Regions from separate parts of the Mus musculus genome. Here region 1 is linked to region 2. Evidence: chromatin contacts called from public HiCAR-type data. All regions are on one chromosome and are shown on one strand. The core of a region is the stretch at or near the end of the contact, and the rest is flanking DNA. Distances in the headings are between cores, read along the strand shown. Region 1 has its middle 34 kb from the start of Nyx. Region 2 overlaps 2010308F09Rik (RIKEN cDNA 2010308F09 gene).

Evidence for each region. HiCAR-type assays count read pairs that join an accessible place to other places.
Region 1: a contact with region 2 is called in a HiCAR-type map of fibro-adipogenic progenitors, with 6 times the contacts expected there. The contact joins two enhancer-like sites. A contact is called at or near these places in 6 of 484 Hi-C or Micro-C datasets (CD4 T cells, cortical neurons, embryonic fibroblasts and 2 more), 21 of 115 datasets of contacts at active chromatin or transcription factors (the NIH/3T3 cell line, the SCID.adh cell line, T-cell acute lymphoblastic leukemia and 14 more) and 1 of 9 other capture datasets (embryonic stem cells).

Annotation. Positions count from the first base shown.
Region 1 is chrX:13,494,236-13,496,935 of GRCm38.p6, forward strand. It overlaps the pseudogene Gm14506. Among named protein-coding and RNA genes, the nearest start is that of Nyx, 34 kb to the left of the region's middle. Within about 2 kb of position 1,271, at least 47 of the 459 cell types and tissues checked have an H3K27ac peak or open chromatin away from gene starts, as enhancers often do. A contact at or near this core is called in fibro-adipogenic progenitors and neural progenitor cells, where this site is marked.
Region 2 is chrX:13,241,238-13,243,937 of GRCm38.p6, forward strand. All of the region lies in intron 1 of 2010308F09Rik (RIKEN cDNA 2010308F09 gene), which reads right to left. Among named protein-coding and RNA genes, the nearest start is that of 2010308F09Rik, 5.1 kb to the right of the region's middle. RefSeq lists an enhancer at 1-2,700. Within about 2 kb of position 1,319, at least 363 of the 459 cell types and tissues checked have an H3K27ac peak or open chromatin away from gene starts, as enhancers often do. A contact at or near this core is called in fibro-adipogenic progenitors and neural progenitor cells, where this site is marked.

The sequences.
Region 1 (2,700 bases), core at 21-2,520, 250 kb after region 2:
AGGCAGAAAACAGGAGCCAAGGACTTTGCAGGTCATTGTTAAGAGGTGAAATTTTTGCAGGTGTAATTTTTAAGAGGAGAAAAAAAAAAAAGGAGGTGTGTGTTAGAATGGGTTATGATGCAGTAGTATATTTTGATTGGGCATGTTAAGTATGTGAGCCAAAGGCTTTTAATTGCTGGACTTTGGGTAGCCAGCCTCAGGGATGAGTTGGGCATAAGAAGGTGTTTAAATAAAGGAATAGACCTAGCTTTAGGGATATAATTTATGGTTTACAAGGGAGAGGGAAGGAGGACAGGGGGAGGGCTAGGCTTGCCAGTATCATGTTAGCCAAGCCCAAGACTGCTAGAGCCCTTCACCTGTTATCCCAGCACTTGAAAAGCTGTGGCAAGATGGTTCAAGGTCAGCCAGGCTACATAGTGAACTTGTCTCACACAACAGAAAAGGGTAGATCTTGGAGGAGTTAGGGAGAAGAATAGGGAGGAGATATGATTAGAATATATTCTATACTCGTACAGGATTCTTAAAGAATAAAAAATATATTAAAATCAAAATATTAAAAATGGGTAAAGACAGAGTTCATATTTTTCCTTTAAAGAGTGTTTTCCTGCTGGGTGTAGTGTCTCTCTCTCTCTCTCTCTCACACACACACACACACACACACACACACACACACACACACACCTTTAATCCTTGTATTTGGGAAGTAGAGGCAGGAAGATCTGTGTGAGTTTCAGGCAAGCCTGGCCTACATAGCAAATTTCAGGTCAGTCAGAGCTACAGATCCTGTCTCAAAGACAAATGTTTTGAAAGCTCAGTGATAGCACTTATCTAGCATGTACAAGGCCCTGGGCTACACCCTCGGCTCTTAAAAATGCTTTTCATACACACACTCACTATACAATAACTAACTTTCCAAAGTTTGATCGTTGGAAAAAGTTCCCAGAGGGAACGTCTATAGGTGGTTTGCAAAATAGTTCCTTGCGTTGGCCTCCCAAGATGGTCAGCAACGCTCACTCTCCTCTTTGTCAGGTCAGCCCTATACTCCCTCCAGAGGTAGGCCTGTCCTTACTGCCACCTTCCCTCCTTCTGCAAGAGAGAAGACCCCTTTCTCTTTTGTTTTTGGCCAAAGTTGTCCCTGACCTCTGAATCCCTAGCAGCCCGGGAGAGCAGGGAATGACTCTTTTCCAAAGGGGTGGTTAAAGTGAGAGAGAGAGAAAAGTAGGGCAGCCAGCTGTTGCTGGGAGGGGCTGTTGGCAGCATTCAGGGCCCCAGCCTCCATATAGGCCTCACCCACATGCCTGGAACTGCCAAAGTGTCTCTTCTGTTTCCCAAACCAAACTGGCAGTGGGGAAATTTTTTTCTCCTCTTTAAAAGCCAGCCTCTGAAGCTCCACCTAGGAAACCGCAGGGTCTGGAAAGTCATGCCTTCTGCAGCGCTCCACCAGAACATCACACAGTCCTGCTGTGTGGCCACCAGAGCAAGCCTGTTGATCTTCTAGACTTTTCTCCATCCCAGTTCTACAATACTTAAAATTTGCTGCCCAGAGCTGGAAGGATAACAGTGAGGCCGGTCAGCCTAACTTACATAGATGGACGCATTTCTCTACAAATAGTAGGGAGGAATCGCCTCTCATTAATGTGTTCCAGGTACAATCAATGTTTTCCTCCTTTCTGTTGTAGCCCCTCTCTGAGAATGTCTGCAGGTTCTCCTTAGAGAGGCCTTAGTGAGCTTTCTGTTCACACAAGGCCCAACGGCTTCACAGCACAAAGGATGTCTTTTAGGATGACAGCGGGTTTTTTTTTTTTTGTTTGTTTGTTTTGTTTTTGTTTTTGTCTCAGGAAGCAGGGACTACTGAACTCTGTCATCCTCTATCTGTCCTTACATCTACTGGGCTACTGGGTGCTGGGGCAGGCACACCATTATATTCAGCTTTCAGGGAACATGGTGGAGGGTAGGGGTGGGCACAGTCCATGGGGCATCTAGATTGTATGATGTTTTTTTCAATTCTGGGGATGGAACCCAGGGCCTCATATATATTAGTCAAGCACTCTGCCACTGAAGCACACCCACAGCCCTGCTTTTGTGTCCCAAGCAGCAGCAGGAGCTGCTTCCCCTTGAGATAGCCCTCCTTGTCTCTCCCTGGCTGGGTTGATTTGAGTTTTCATCTAATTCTCTTCTCCCTAACACACCATACACAATCAGCCCCTGATCTGGAGGAGCAGTCTGGTGTTTGCTTCTCTGTGGTTTGAGGTACAGGCCAGAGTGAGGCCTGGCCTTTGGTCTCTTCCCTCCCCAGCCCCAGCCAACTTCAGTTCCTGAATGAAAGCGACCTCTGTTCCTTCTCTTTGTGCTCCAGGCAAATGAAATTGAAAGGCACTCGCAGTAACATACAATTTTGAAGGGCATTCCCTTGAAATTTTGCTGACTTTTAAAACTGTGTTCCTAAGAGGAGAAAACGAGTTGTTTATAGCCAGACTGAGTTCCACCAAGTCTAACCCCCACAGCGGTCCGAGGAGGCTTTTTCTCCATCCTTGCCACTGGTGGTGGTGTTCCCTATTGGCCTGTAAATAGCTCCTCACACCCCACTTTTCTGTTGTGGTTTTGAGAGATTTTTTTTTTACTTTTTGCCCAGGCTAGCTTTGAATTCACGACAACCCTCCTGCCCCAGTCCCCTGAGTGCTGAGATGACAGGCATGAGTC
Region 2 (2,700 bases), core at 69-2,568:
ATCTTCCCCTCCCCACTTGCCAATGTTTCCTGGCTCCTGGAACTGGTCTAACTGCCCTTTCTAATGCTGACACTCTTCAATACATTCTTCACGTTGTGGTGACCAAGAAGTATAACATTATTTTTGTTGCCGCTTCATAACTGCAAATTTGCTACCGTTATGAATTGTAGTGTAAGCATCTGTGTTTTCCGATACTCTTGGACGACTCTTATAAAAGGGTCTCCAAAGGGGTCTCCCCCCCCCCCCCAGGTTGAGAACAACTTCAAAAGCCCTGCAGCTTGTTTGTGTCTGCAGCTGTGCTTTACACATTAGCATGCAGCTCACCTCACTTGCCTTAGTCTCACTTCTGGGCTCAGTGGAGGCACCCTTCCCTTGCAGAGTGCCCTTGCCTCTGGCATTCTTGCTAGCTCTAAGTTCCACACCGGGCGGTGATTTATGGATGGCCAATTCCTTAGGATCCTGTGAGTCTGGCCAAGTAATTTGGATTCAGTGCGAGGGGGACATTTTAAGCCAGGCAATGACAAAACCAGGCAGTATTTTCTGCAGACTTATATTTCCTGTCGGAGAAAGAACTAAATTAAATGTCCTTTACAAGCCGTGAGACCCCTGGCTTCCTCCCTGTAACTGGTAAACCCTTCCTACCTTATCGGTAAAGGGACAATATGCTTATTTAGGCTGGCATTCCAAAGCATGGCCAGGAAGTCATCCCCGCAGCCCCAGCACCACAAGATGGATGGCAGGCAGCACCGCGGGGAGGAAAGCGGTACTTAGAAGACATTGGAAAAGCACATGCGATCGCTGTGAGCAATCTGCTGGCGAATTTGGAAAATTAGATGAAAGGGACAATCTTCTGGGTGTAAAATAACAGCACTAAGAAACAGAATATCAAGGGCCAGCCAGATATTTCAGTGGATAAAGCTCTCATAGTGCAAACGACGACCTGAAACCGACATAAAGGAGAAAGCCGACTGCACAAAGCTGTGTTCTTTGATCTCCACATGCCCTCCCCCACCCACTCCCTCATCACGCAGGAAAAGAGACACACGAGCTTTTTTTTTTTTTTTAAATTAAAAGAAAGAAATGGAGTAACAAGCCAGGCATGGCGGTACATGCCTGTAATTCGAGCACTCAGACGCAAAGGCAGGCAGGAGGAACACGAGTTTGAGCCTAGCCTGGCCTATATAGTGAGATCTTGTTTTAGCCTTCTCACCATCCTGTCCAGCTTTGTCTCCAGCTAAGATCTTGCTCGACTTTGCTACCCACCACTTTTCCTGTGCAGCTGCCGCTGCCGCTGCGGCGCGGCAGAGTATCCCAGGGTGCCTCTCCTGCCCAGTTCATTTTGATGGCGCTATTAGAACCTACATATGCAAACGAGACACAGTAACAAGATCAGAAAGAAAGTGGTTGAACTCCCTTGAAAGTATAAAGCCAAAAATCCTAAGTATATCAGGAAGTTGTGTTCAGGAGCCGGCAACACGCCGAAACTCTTAAGATGGAGTCGAGGAGATGCTGGGACGCAGGGTCTAGTCCTGAGTTCCTGGTGAGATCAGGCTGAGTCTACACGCAGAAACCATGTCCCTGCCTGGCTTTTCCCGCCTCCAACAGTCTGCTGAGAGTCCTCCCTCAGTCACTCAGGCAGAACTCAGATCCAGGGCTGTGCAGTGGGGGAGGGATTTGTGCCCCCCTTGGGGGAATGTTGGGGGCAGGGGTGGAGCTGCGCACATGCGCACACTCATGCCCTTTGTTCCTCTCGATCCTCAAGTCTCAGAACACAGTAGTGATTATGGGTTTATTTCTCCCCAAGGCGGAGACCAAGTCTCATAAATATTTCTTTCCTCTCTCCAGCCTGAAACGGATGAGGCCAAAAAGATTCTGGCTTGAAGGAACTCCTGGAGAGGATTTGCAACTGCTGGAGCTACTGGGTACAAAGAAAGCCTTTTGGAATCTTGGTTTAAGCTGTGTAGGAAAACGAAAAACATGACCTAGTTAGTTTCCTTGGGTTGTCACATGCCAGCTAAGCCACTAGAATGCAGACTGGGATCTCTCTGATGGATTGCTGCTTGAATGTTAAAGTAATCTCTGAGCTGTTTTAGGAAAGGGTATGGCCACTCTCAGCCAGTGGGAGAGAGTGCTGCTGGAGCTGACTCCACGGCCATCCGGAGTCATTAAGGTTAGGACTATGGGGACATTGCTCTAGGGTTGCCTGTAGATTAGAGGGCAGAGCCTCATACAGAGAACCAGGAAGGCACTAAGTAAAACAGAAGACGAAGCTGGGTGTGGTGGCGCACACTTGTAATCCTAACACCGAGAAAGGAGAGTTTGAGTTCTATGCTAGCCTTATTAAAAACGCGCCACTAAAAAGGAGGAAGACAGAAGGCTGCCCACAGAGTGAAGGGTAGGGGCAAGGTGGGCAAGAGTAAGAGTGCTAGTTTTTAAGGATGTAACCGGATCCGGATGCTGTTTATGTCTGACCGGTAAATAATGAAGACACTGTTCCCATTCAAGTCCATTCAGTTGGGACGGTGAGACGGTGAGATGGCTCAGCCTGTAAAGGTGTTATTTGCTGCCAAGCTCAACTGCTTCACTTTGATTCTCAGGACTCACATGGTGGAAGGAGAGAACCAACTGACTTCTGTAAATTATCCTGGATGCCTTACTTGCTCTCTCTCTCTCTCTCTCTCTCTCTCTCTCTCTCTCTCA